Regions from separate parts of the Mus musculus genome. Here region 1 is linked to region 2. A link is a contact called in public HiChIP or PLAC-seq data. All regions are on one chromosome and are shown on one strand. Each heading gives the region's core, a stretch centred on a gene start, on an enhancer-like site or on the middle of the called end of the contact. The rest is flanking DNA. Distances are from core to core; before and after follow the strand shown.

Region 1 (5,977 bases), core at 84-2,583, 970 kb after region 2:
CCTGCCTTCTACTCTGACTCTGGGCACCCTCCTCTGTCACCATGACTGCAGTCCAGCTGTGGCATGGATCCTGACCCAGAAGGGAAGGACAGGAAAGGGAGAGAGGAGGACACACCAGATCTCCAACCCACCCAGTCCATAGCCCAGCACAGGTCCGAAAGAAGCTAAGGCCCACTAGGCTGTGTGTGAAAAGAAGGGGACAAGACGGCAGGAGACGACACACACTTACCCAAGATAGCATTGACCCTCACGGAGAGCTGGGTCCGCAGGATTAACGTGGGCTTCCGCCCTTTGCTAAAAGCAAGTAGCCATGTTAGTGGCTCCCGGCAGATTCTGCTGAGTCCCCAGCCTCAAAGCAGAGATATCTAAAGACACCTACATGTGAACCCTGGCCCGCTCCTTCCCTCCCAACTACTAATCTGGGGGTCCAAGGGTTAGCCGAACAGGAGAGTTTTTATAAACACAGGTACTGAGGTATGAGAGTACCCCCATTTCCACATAATTGTGGGTACCAGCCCCCGGCATTGTTCTCTGCACTGGCCTACAGCCCAGGCTGTACACAGAGTATCTCAGCTGCTGATACCTGAGCTGGGCCCCAGTGGGGCCCGGGGTTGAAGGCTCTGGCCAGACCTCCTCAAATGGGAAGGGTTCCCTGGCCTCCCTCACCCTTTCAACTCTGACCTGATCTCTTCATAGAAACCCTCCAGCATCTCCCGCTGTTCTTCTAGGGACAGCTCCGGGTCCAGGTAGTATCCGGAGGGAGACACTTGCAATGCACAGTCCTCCAGCTGGAAACAAAGGGACAGAACTATCAGGGCTGGTGCTGCAGCTCAGATTTTTGCCGTCTGTTTTGTTTCTGTGCTACTAGGAATCAAGCCCACATGTTAAACCATCAAGCTACAGCCCTGGAGGGTATTTTGGGGGTTGGGGTTGGTTGGTTTTTGCTTTTTATTTTTGCATTAACAAACCACAAATAAGGAAGGGCCATGGAGGAGGAGAGAGGGAAGTGGCTGCCTTCAAGGAAGTTCACAGCCTGGAGGGGTGATAAGCTTCAGCCGCAAAAGTATTCAAGCTCAGAGAGAAAGTGTTAACGGTTTATGGAGGTGCAGAGCCAGCTGGGAATTCCTGTCAGGAGCCAATCCAGACTCCCTACTCCCTCCAGGTCGCAGCAGCTTCTTGTCCCCTTTTTGTCCTTTCCCCAAGTAAGCTACAGTTACAACCATTCTAGGTAAACTTCAGGTAAGCTAATTTTTGAGTCTGATGCCATCAGACCCTACATGAGAAGACACCAGCCCCATCCCTGGTTTGTTTCTCCTGTTTACCCCTGTAATCCTGGCTCAATATTGGGTCTTTAAAAAAAAATGACTGTAAGTGCTAGTGAGATGGCTCAGTGATTAAGAGCACTGGCTGTTCTATCAGAGGATCTGGGTTCAGGTCCCAGCACTCACATGACAGCTTACAGTAATCTGTCACTTCAGCTCCAGGCCTCCACAGGCACTAGGCCCACAGGTAGTACACAGTCAGACAGGAAAGCCAAGACTCCTACTCATTCAAAATAAAATAAAAATCCTGACAGGAATTTTTTTATTTTTGTTTCCTTGTCTATCAAGAGAAGGTTTCTCTCTGTATCCTCGGTTGTCATGAAACTTGCTCTGTGGAGCAGGCTGACCTTGAACTCACAGAGGTCTGCCTGCTTCTGCCTCCTAGCAAAAAAAATCAATCTTAAAAAAAAGAGAGAGAGAATGTTTATAGAAGGTTGAATGAGGTAACTTCCAGATCCTCCAGGGGTAACCTTGTGCCTCTCTCCCTGACACTTCCCCCGTTAGCACAGTGCTGATATGCAGAGCTAATCAAAATCTGTGTGCCCGCCCACAATCCTGAGTAACTGTTATTGAGGTGCTGTGTCACAGGGTGAGAATGCCTCTGGGAAGAAAGGGGGACCTTCTGGTAGCTGTCTTACTAGGCAAGTCACCTCTATCATTTTTCCTATGACTTGCTCAACTCTGCCCAGCTTTGAACCTCACCCAAGGGCTTTCGGCTCTTCTTGGTCCCTGGGTGGAGGGGCTGGGGGCCAGTGCAGCTTCTATCCCTTCTTCTGCCTCTGGTTAGCTCAGAGCCTGAACTTTCTCCTTCCTGACAGTTTAGCCTGTGGGGCCCTTAGGTGACCCACCCACCCCCACCCCACCCCACCCCACCCCACCCCCTTGCCTGGGACATGGGACACAGGACAAACACTCCAGCCTGTTTGTCCCACTTCCTGCCTGGCTGCCTGCCCTTCCTTGGGCGCCTTGGGCAGGCTTGGCCTCTCTTTCCTTCCAGGGGAGCAGAGTCATCTCCTGGGTCTACTGGGGAACAGGTCTGAGAGGAGGCAGCAAGGTACACGGGTTAGGTAATCTTGTCAGTGCGAGCTCAACTGACAGCAGCCAACATTCCTCCCAATCTCTCTTCCTACACAGACTCATCAGCCTGCTCCCGAACCCACCCCATTGAAGCCCAGCTACAAGGCCCCCGGTACTGGTTAAACTACAGAACCTGGGGACTTTAAATATACCTCTCCCAAGGATTGCCTCCAAATCACACACAGACTAGCTCATTCAACAGAACAACCATGAACCAGAAACTGGTTTTAGGTCTGCAGGACACAGCAGGAAACATCTCTGCTGACTTTTCCTTCCAGCCCAGCCAGGGAGACAAGTCATCCTTGACTCAGAAGAGACTCACTAATTAATAAAGGTGGACTCACAACTTCCATGAGTTCTAAGAGGAGGTATCAAACTGCTTTAAGTGCCTGACAACTTGGAATACCCAGATGTGTGGCTAGGAATGGCTGAGCACAGGCCAAAGTAGCACATCTGGAGATGTTAGGCCCACCATTCCGTTCTTCCTTCCTCCATGGGACATGCATCGCCACCCTAAGTAAACTGGGAATGGTCCTCTCCCTCCGTGATGAGATCCGGGCCAAGGGTCCAGCCCTGAAGGCTAAGGGGCCACCACTCCAGCATCCTCGGCTAAACAGGTTTAAGCTTTTGTCCTGGATGCAGATGCAAGCTCTCCAAACATTTCACCCATCCATCCCACCAAGGGTCCATCATAGGGAAAGATCTAGAGAGAGCATGCAGCCTGGTACCATCACGTCAGTTTCTGCTCTCAGCTATTTGTCCTGAGTGGAAATAGGAGGTCGGGCGCCAGGCCCAGGCCCAGAGCAAGGACAGACTTCCTGCCAGCAAGATGGGGCTTATCCTTCACACCCTCTGGCCCCTTCCTGGGATCGACATTCTGAGAGGCAAACCTCTGGGACTCTTTTCTCACACCCTGGGGGTCGGCCGGGCTTGAGCAAGACCTAGTTTCCAATGACATTGCTCTAGGCCGGCACAATAATGGGCCTCTATCTCAAACCCCGGCTCTTGTCTTCCTCACAGCTGGCCTCCATCTTCGGGTACTCCCTCCCTCATTTTTCCCAGGCTTCCTTCACTTTGGCCACCAGCCATGAATCTCCTTAGTCCCCCAGCTTGGGCTTTCCTGGCAGCCAAAACCCATGTGGACCGGGGTCCTTTGCAGGAGTAGTAAAGGCAACGGCTCAAGCCTGTTTTTTTGTTTTTTTGGGTTTTTGGTTGGTTGGTTTGGTGTTTTGAGACAGGGCACACTATGTAGCACTCACTGTTCTGAAACTCATGTCATCGACTAGGCTAGCCTTGAATTCAGAGATCCTTCTGTCTCTGTGCTGGGATTAAAAGCATGCAGCACTATTCCTGGCTTCTCTGTTTTTAATAAATAAATAAATAAATAAATAAATAAATAAATAAATAAATTTTTTTACAGGGGTGGGAACCAAACAGCCTTTTTCATGTTGACAAGTACTTGATCACTGGGCAAAATCCTTACTTTATTATCTACTTCTTACTTAAAAAAAAAAAAATTAAAACACCAATATGAACTAACCAGTACCCCCAGAGCTCCCTGGGACTAAAGCACCAATTAAAGAAAACACACGGAGGCTCTCGTGTCTCTAGCTGCATATGTAGCAGAGGAGGGCCTAGTCGGTCATCAATGGGAGGAGAGGTCCTCAGTCCTGTGAAGGTTCTATGCCCCAGTATAGGGGAACGCCTGGGCCAGGAAGTGGAAGTGGGTGGGTTGGGGAACAGGGGTAGGGGGAGAGGATAGGGGATTTTTTGGAGGGGAAACTGGGAAAGGGCATAACATTTGAAATGTAAATAAAGAAAATATCTAATAAAAAATGGCTTACTGTCAGGAGTGGTGGTGCACGCCTTTAATCCCTTCACTTGGGAAGCAAAGGCAGCAGGCCAGTCTCTGAGTTCGAAGCCAGCCTGGTCTACAGAGCAAGTTCCAGGACAGCCAGAGCTATACACAGAGAAACTCTGTCTCAAAAACAAAACACATTTCTAAAAAACAAACAAACAAACAAATTTATTTTCTTACTCCTGTGTGTATGAGTATCTGTGTGCACGCCAAGCTGCTCATGGAGGACAGAGGAGAAGACCTCTCCCTTACTCAGTACTCCGTACAGGCGTGGCATCCTTGCCCAGGGCCATAACACTAGCCCCCTTCTGTGTTTGCTAACAATGTAATCACTAAGAAAGAATAGACAGGGCAGGGAACAAGGGGGATAGAGAGGAGGGTAGAATTCGTGCTCAAGGACTCTTGTAATTGGACCACAGACTACAGGACCCTTTGCTCTGAATAGCAAGCTTCCCTGTTATCTGAGTCTCTAGCTACCCCGTGATCACCTAGATAAGCAGACAAGGATGTACCTAAGGCAAAGAAACCTGCCTTTGTTATCCGCCTCTGCAGTTCTAGATAACAGACTGCCTTTTAAAAGATAAAAAAAATAAAGGTAAAAAGGTACCTATAGTCCAGATTAGTCTAGAGCTATATAGATGAGGCCGAGTCCTGATCTTCCTGCCTCCACCTCCCAAGTGTTGGTTTGGTGTTATAGGCCATATACACACACATACATAAACATACACATATACATAAACATACATACATATACACACATGCACGTACCGCCTATACATATACACAGACATACAGCCTATATATGTATACACACACACACAGAGACATACTGTGTGTATATATACACACACACACAGACATACAGCCTATACACACACACATATACACACATACACACAGACATACAGCCTATACATACATCCATACACACACTCTATAACACGCATAGTATATAATATATACCACCATGCCTGGCTTACAATGTCCAGTTTTCCTTTTCTGCTTTCACCTCTCCTGTTCCCTTTCCTCCCCTCTTCCTTTCTGGATCGAGGAGTCTCTTACTGCAATCCATACTGGCTTTAAATGCGGGGCAAGCTTCCTGACTTAGCTATCCAAATGCTGGGGTAGTAGGTGCAAGCCACCACGCCTCACTCTAGGCTGCCTATAGGTTTGTGAGTTTGACAAGTGAGCAGCTCAGAAATACAGTGAATCAGTCAGGTCTGGTGGTGCACACCTAAACTTGCAGCACCCAGAGGAGGAGCGTCACAAGCCTGATGTATGACACGCATATTGAATTCCATGCCAGCCAGGGATATATGATGAGACCCAATCTCAAAAGAACAAAATAGCACTGGGGGCAGAGGGAGTGGAGCAGGTGGGTCCCTGTGAGTTCCAGGCCACCTAGGCCTCCACAGGTAGATCCTGTCTCAAAAATAAAAACCAAACAAAAGTTAGTTAACTGCTGCAGGCAAACACAGCCCCAAATGAAACCAGGGTTAGCTGGCCCGTATTTTAGGTGCGTGGGTCTTGGATGTGTTCCAGAAAACCCTGACAGAGAAGTGGACAGAGGGCCAGGACCTGCAATATCGTTACTAAACTGCTTGGATTCTGCAAATACCCCAAACTGGTCTTCCCAGTTCTAGTGAGAGAACACAAAGTGCAGTTACACACACACTCTCTCTCTCTCTCTCTCTTTCTCTCTCTCTCTCTCTCACACACA
Region 2 (6,267 bases), core at 2,090-4,589:
GAACACAGCATGAAAACTCCGTGGCCAGTGCCAAGTGAGTGTCTGACAAAGTACATGTGTGATGAGCATTTACCAAGGAGCTTGCTGTAGGAACACATTATTTTTTCTAAGAAAGAAAATCCATGGGTGTCTTCTTCTTACGGAGACCATCTCCTGAGGAAGGCGAGTCCTGTGACAGTGCCTCCACCACTCGGACAACAGCGTAGCAACGAGTTGGGTTTTGTTTGTTTTCTTGGTTTTTCTCTTTGTTTTTGTTTTTGTTTTTTTTTTTTGGGGGTGGGGAGGTTACTTCCTAAAACACAGGAGCTCACAGCAAGTGAAAATTATCTAGCCTGCAAATTGTCATTTCTTCAGGATAATTTTGGGTTCTCCATTTTTCTCCAGATAAATAAACATAGAATAAATAAATAAATCTAAAGAAAGAAACAATTAAGACCCCACCTCAAATAGAAACAACCAAGAGAAAGAAACAAAAGAGAAAGAAGAACAGAAAAAGTTGAAGAAAAGGAAAGGAAAAGAGAAAAGAAGCAGGAAGGCAGCAGGAACAGTTAAGCACCTGCTCTTTAAGAATGGAGATAGCCCCTGGGGCCTCTTCACTCCCCTACACACACACACACACACACACACACACACTCAGAAGCAATTAATCAGCAGCAATTAACAGCGCAAAAGAGACAAACGTCAGAAGCAAATGAGTTTCACACTGTTAATACAGGGATGAGGACAAAAGAGGGAAACTGCCAAGGGCTCAGTGTAACCAGGGATGAGGGCTCAGGGCAGCCAGGGACGTAAAGAAGGGTGCAGTGGCTGGCGACCTAGGAAGCTACTGCTTGCCACCAAAGCCCGCTCAACCAGTGTTCTGACAGGCTTTTCAAGGCAGGTTCCACTGTATAAATAATTTTAGTGTTGGTCTCCTAAAGCCATAGAAGTGGAGCTTTTAAAAATGCATTATTTTAAATGTAGCTATTTATATTTGCATCATGAGCAACCTGTGAGCTGCTTGTCAGTAAGGGCTAGCCACAGGGAATCACAGTCCCAGCAAACTACAACAAGCTTATTTTGGGATATCCAATTCCATAGGGAACACAGAGTGTTGTGCAAATATTCTCTTTCTTGTTTTTAAAAGGAAACCTGGAAGATCTTCTGTGGTCTGATGATATAGTTGCACACAATTTCAGAGAGCCACAGAGCGGTCAGCATCTTTCTTGCCAAGAAAATACCCACAGAGTTTTATAGCAAATGCCACTCTGCCCCAAAAGTTCCATTTCCAGATCGTTTAGATTAGTAATGGAGCAAAACAGCACACTTGCAGAGCACACAGGAAGCAAAATGCCTTCAAACCAGAGCCTGCCTAGGGTGTTCAGAGATGTTGCTAGCATGGGAGTCCTTCCCACCTCCTCCTCCTTGTGGTCCCAGCTTCGTGGGTGATGCTGAAAGTCCAGAAGGTCGTATCCATCCCCACACGATTCCAAAGCAAAGCCTCCCCTCTTCCTTTCCTCTTTAATCTCAGGTAACCAACGCCATCCCACTGGCTTTGGCATGCCCTTAATCAAGTGAAAACAGGACATTGACCAAAAGTCGACAGGCTGTGGCAGCATCCCACTTAAGATGGACGAAGGTAGAGTGAACTGTTCTAAGAGGTGTATGTGTGCTGAGGGAAGCTCAATTTACTATCTCCCACTGTTCTTGGGGCCTCAGCATCTCCACCTGATCCATGGAAGAAGGGACCCAGCCTAGGAAGCTAGCAGCACTGACTGAACATGGTGCCTCTATACTCAAAACTTTGTCCCCTTGCCTACCTAGTCACTACTGTATTTATAAATGGTGACACTGCAGCCTTACTTAGTAAAATCCAGCTTCTGTAGGGCCATCCACTGTACTGAGATGGCCTCTCAAACATCCTCCTCTTTAACCTTTATCAACCGTGCACAATTCAGGATCAGCTGAGTGGTTTTTAGCTGAGGTCTAATCCACAGTCCATAAAACTCCCAGTTGAGAGTGCAACCATTTGCTTCTTCCAAAGACAAGTTTGATGTTCTTGGATTTTTTGTTTTGATTTGTTTAGTACTGGGGTCTAAACTCAGGGCCTCCCACATGCTGGGCTTGCACGGTCATTGAGTTATACTTCCAAGATCATGACTTTTGTGTGGTGTGGTCTGTGTGTGGTGTGTGTGTTTGCACACATGCGCAGAGCCTCAGAGGGTGGCAGGTATACTCTATCGATTGCCTTATTCCCTTGAGACAGGGAATCTCACTAACCTGGCACTCATGTTTTATTCAGCTGAGCTGGTGACCAGCAAGTCCCAGTGAGGATTATAGAGGTTCTAATTTTTTTAAACATTTTTATTCATTTGTATGGGGGGTGGCAGTGCAGGGGGCAGGGGTGGCAGTGGGCAAGCCAAAGCAGTCAGGTCATCAGGATGGATGGCAACTGCCCACTACCCATCTTGTTGGGGATCAGTTTTTAAGTTCCATCTTATTAATAAAATAAAAATGAGGCAAAGATGTCTAGCAACCTGCCCTAGATCTTTCTGTCTCATTACTAGCAGAGCTGAAATCAAACTCAGTCAGGAGAACACTTTACAGTAAGTGTAAGCACCCAGACTGGCTACTTTAAATATCTTTTCTACTGAAGAGAACAAAGGTTTCTTAGTGAAACTGATCTGAAGCAGAAAGAAGGAAGGGGAGGGGAGAAGGGAAGGAGAGAGAGAGAAAAGGAGGGAAGAAAGGAGGGAGGGTGAGAGAGAGAGCTCGGCATCGTGTGTGAGGCATATCCAAACCTTCATTTCTAAGTACCATCTCTTCTACTGAAAGGAACCAGAGCTTCTGGAGCAGTGCAGGACCGCGGCAGGAGAGTCCAGACGCCCTGCGCTGTGCGCAGAGAAGGAAGGGAATGCGCTCTGTGCACACGGAGCTCACCGTGGCCAAATCTGAGGCAATCTGAGTTTCAACACACATAATGGGGGCTGAGAGTCCAGCTCGGGGGTGTAGACCCCAGAGTATCCAGGTTTATGAATAAAGCTCATGAGTTTATTATGGACACAAGAAAAGACACGGCAGCACACATCTGCAAGCCCAGCAAGTCAGAGACTAGCGCAGAGGAGCCAAGTCCCACGTCCTTCCTTAGAGTCAAAAATCAACTCACGTGGAAGAAGGGCAGATTAAAATCATCTTTTGGCAACCATCATAAAAAGTACTTGATTTGAGTAAGAATGATCTGGTGTCTTCCAAAGTAACGCATGAGAGCTTAAAGACTTCCACGGTCTAACAGTGCCCTCCCTAAGAACATTAAGGACACAGCAAAGTGTAGCTTGGCAACAGAAACTCCTGGCACCCATCTCTCTCAGTAGGCTGGGATCACTAAAAGGAATGCGTCATCATTTCTGTGGGCTTCCTGACAGTACCACAAAGTGACCAGAATCCAAACAGCAGAAAACGTCAACAAACCCAAATTGAGGGCCATTCTACAAAATAACTGGCCTGTGTCCTTCCAAAATGTCAACGGCATGAAACACAAGAGCTGACAAACTATTCCAGAAGCGAGGAGATTAAAGAGACAGATGCTTAAATTCGACATCCAAGTCAAGACTTCCTTATAAGAGGGAGCTTTGAGACAATCGGGGAAACAGGAAGGAATGAGGTCGACAGAGTCTCTAACTTCTCAGTGTCTGCTTCCAGATTTGGGAAATGATACCATGATTGTGTTAGAAAATATTCTTGTCTTTAGGTCACTAAAGTATGGTGTGGTTTTGTTTGTTTGTTTGTTTGTTTGAAGACAGGATCTCACCATATAGCCCTGGCTGGTGGCCAACTCAGAAATCCGCCTGCCTCTGCTTCCTGGTCCCATAGCCCTTGCTCTATGGCTCAGAGTTCTAGTCCTTGGTCACTGGGAATCCTTCCAAATTCCTGATAGAGCATGAACTACACTCTAGAACAAGATTTCTGAAACAGCCCTACTGACATTGTGGATTGGGCATTCTTAGTTTTGAGCGGCATCCTGACTGTGATGCCGTGTGAATCGGTCTCCCTGGTCCCTCTGCAGCAGGTGTCAGTGGGCATCTAGTTCCTGGTATAACAACCAAACATATCAATAGACAATACCAAAACCTCCTCTTGCTAGGCATGGTGGTGAAGCCTTTAATCCTAGCACCTGGGAGGTAGAGACAGGCAATCTCTTTCCATCCATGGCTTGCCTGATCTACATAGCAAAATTCCAGGACAACCACGGCTACATAGTTTAAAAAAAAAAAAAAGCCAGGTGGTGGTGGTGCATGCCTGTAGTCCCAGCACTTGGGAGGCAGACACAGTCAGATCTCTGTGAGTTCAAGGCCAGCCTGGTTTACAGAGTGAGTTCCAGAAAAGCCAGAGTTACATAAGAAACTCTGACTCAAATCAAAGTGAAACAAACCAAAACTCTCAAGGCCACGTGAAACCACTGATGGGCCATGGTCGTCAATGGCTGTTAGAGGCCCCATGTAAATGCTTGGGGGACTTAAAATACGTATGCATCAGTCATCTGACAGAGACAGCCATCACTGCCTGTCCCCATGGCCGCAGGGGGCACGGTGTGTGGGCACAGCTTTCTGAGCCCTAGCATTTACCAGGTCAGAGAAGATGAAGAATGAATGGTAAATCATGCAGAGGGGACGACGATGACGACATGTGGGACAGACAGATGGACGGCCTCATTTCTTCAGTGGTGGGGGTGGGGGTGTAATGGCTCAGTGGGTGCGGTGATCGCTGTGCCAGTGTGAGGCCTGAGTTTGAAGCCACAGAATCCATATGCAGTAGGAGATCTGTAATTAAAGTGTTCCTGAGACAAGATGGGAGGTGGAGAATCCCCAGAAACTCAGCAACAGCACAGAAGCAAGAATCGGCCCAGGTCGTCTTCTAACTCCACACATGCTGCCCCTCCCCCACAGTGCCAAAGAAGATGGGAGTGCTACAGACCGAGACTCACAAAATGGGGGCTGTAGAGATGACTGAGTGGTTAAAAACACTGACTGCTCTTACGCAGCACTCAAGTTCAATCCCCAGTACCCATAGCAGGTGGCTCAAAACCACCCCTAGAACTCCAGATCCAAGGGACTGGGGCCTCGACCTCCATGGGCAGGCACCTGCATTCACATATACATATATGCACAAAGTACACATCATTTTTAAAAGTTTTTGTTTGTTGGGTGTTTTGCTTTTTGAGGCAGGGTCTCACTCTAGATAGCCTTGGCTGGAACTCACTATGTAGATCAGGTTGGCCTTGAACTCAGAGGTCTGTCTGTCTGCCTACCTCTGCCTCACAAATGCTAGCATTAAAAGCCTGTGCTGGGCTGGTGAGATGGCTCAGCGGGTAAGAGCACTGACTGCTCTTCCAAAGGCCCTGAGTTCAAAATCCCAGCAACCACATGGTGGCTCACAACCATCTGCAATGATATCTGATGCTCCGATGCCCTCTTCTGGTGTGTCTGAAGACAGCTACAGTGTACCTACATATAACAATAAATAAATCTTTAAAAAAAAAAAAAAAAAAAAAAAAAAGCCTGTGCTGGGGGCTGGAGAGATGGCTCAGCGGTTAAGAGCAATGACTGCTCTTCTGGAGGTCCTGAGTTCAAATCCCAGCAATGACATGGTGGCTCACAACCATCCATAATGAGATCTGATGCCCTCCTCTGGTGAGTCTAAAGACAGCTACAGGGTACTTACATATAACAATAAATAAAATCTTTAAAAAAAAAAAAAGGCATGTGTTTCCACACCCAGTCAAAATAATTCTTTTAAAGAACAGACAATACAATGAGTGGGTCTTGTTTAGATCCTAATTCAAACAAAGCAAAAGGTATTTTTGAGGCTACTGGTACAAAGTGGGTTTATGTTAGATAGCAGATGACATCAAGAAATTAGAACTTAAATGTGCTACAGATATTGCAGCTGTTGAAAGGTCTCAACTGGTAAGAGATGTCCACTTAGTATTTATTTATAGTGTTATGGTATCTGAGATAAATAGCTAGCTCAGTGCTTAAGAGCTTTTGCAGAGGACCCAGTTCAGTTCCCAGCACCCACATGTGGCTTTGAACTGTCTGTAACTCCTTTTCCAGCCTCTTCTGACTTCTGCAGGAATTAGGCACACATATAGTACACATACATGTTACGCAGACAAAACACTTATAAAATATACTTTTAAAAGCTGAAATACACAGTCTGGACCTAGGGCCTCACACAAATATAGCAGATGTGCAGTTTGGTCTTCATGCAGGTCCCCCAACAACTAGATTG

Evidence for each region. HiChIP or PLAC-seq counts read pairs in DNA pulled down with a chosen protein or histone mark.
Region 1: an H3K27ac HiChIP or PLAC-seq map of microglia shows a contact between it and region 2, with 4 times the contacts expected there. The contact joins two enhancer-like sites. A contact is called at or near these places in 2 of 115 datasets of contacts at active chromatin or transcription factors (microglia and pancreatic cancer cells).

Annotation. Positions count from the first base shown.
Region 1 is chr8:105,338,173-105,344,149 of GRCm38.p6, forward strand. Fhod1 (formin homology 2 domain containing 1) reads right to left here. Exons shown (of 22, transcript NM_177699.4): 2 at 682-788; 3 at 230-294. Among named protein-coding and RNA genes, the nearest start is that of Gm46049, 4.6 kb to the right of the region's middle. Within about 2 kb of position 1,334, at least 93 of the 459 cell types and tissues checked have an H3K27ac peak or open chromatin away from gene starts, as enhancers often do. A contact at or near this core is called in microglia, where this site is marked.
Region 2 is chr8:104,366,907-104,373,173 of GRCm38.p6, forward strand. All of the region lies in intron 1 of Cmtm4 (CKLF-like MARVEL transmembrane domain containing 4), which reads right to left. Among named protein-coding and RNA genes, the nearest start is that of Cmtm4, 26 kb to the right of the region's middle. Within about 2 kb of position 3,340, at least 68 of the 459 cell types and tissues checked have an H3K27ac peak or open chromatin away from gene starts, as enhancers often do. A contact at or near this core is called in microglia, where this site is marked.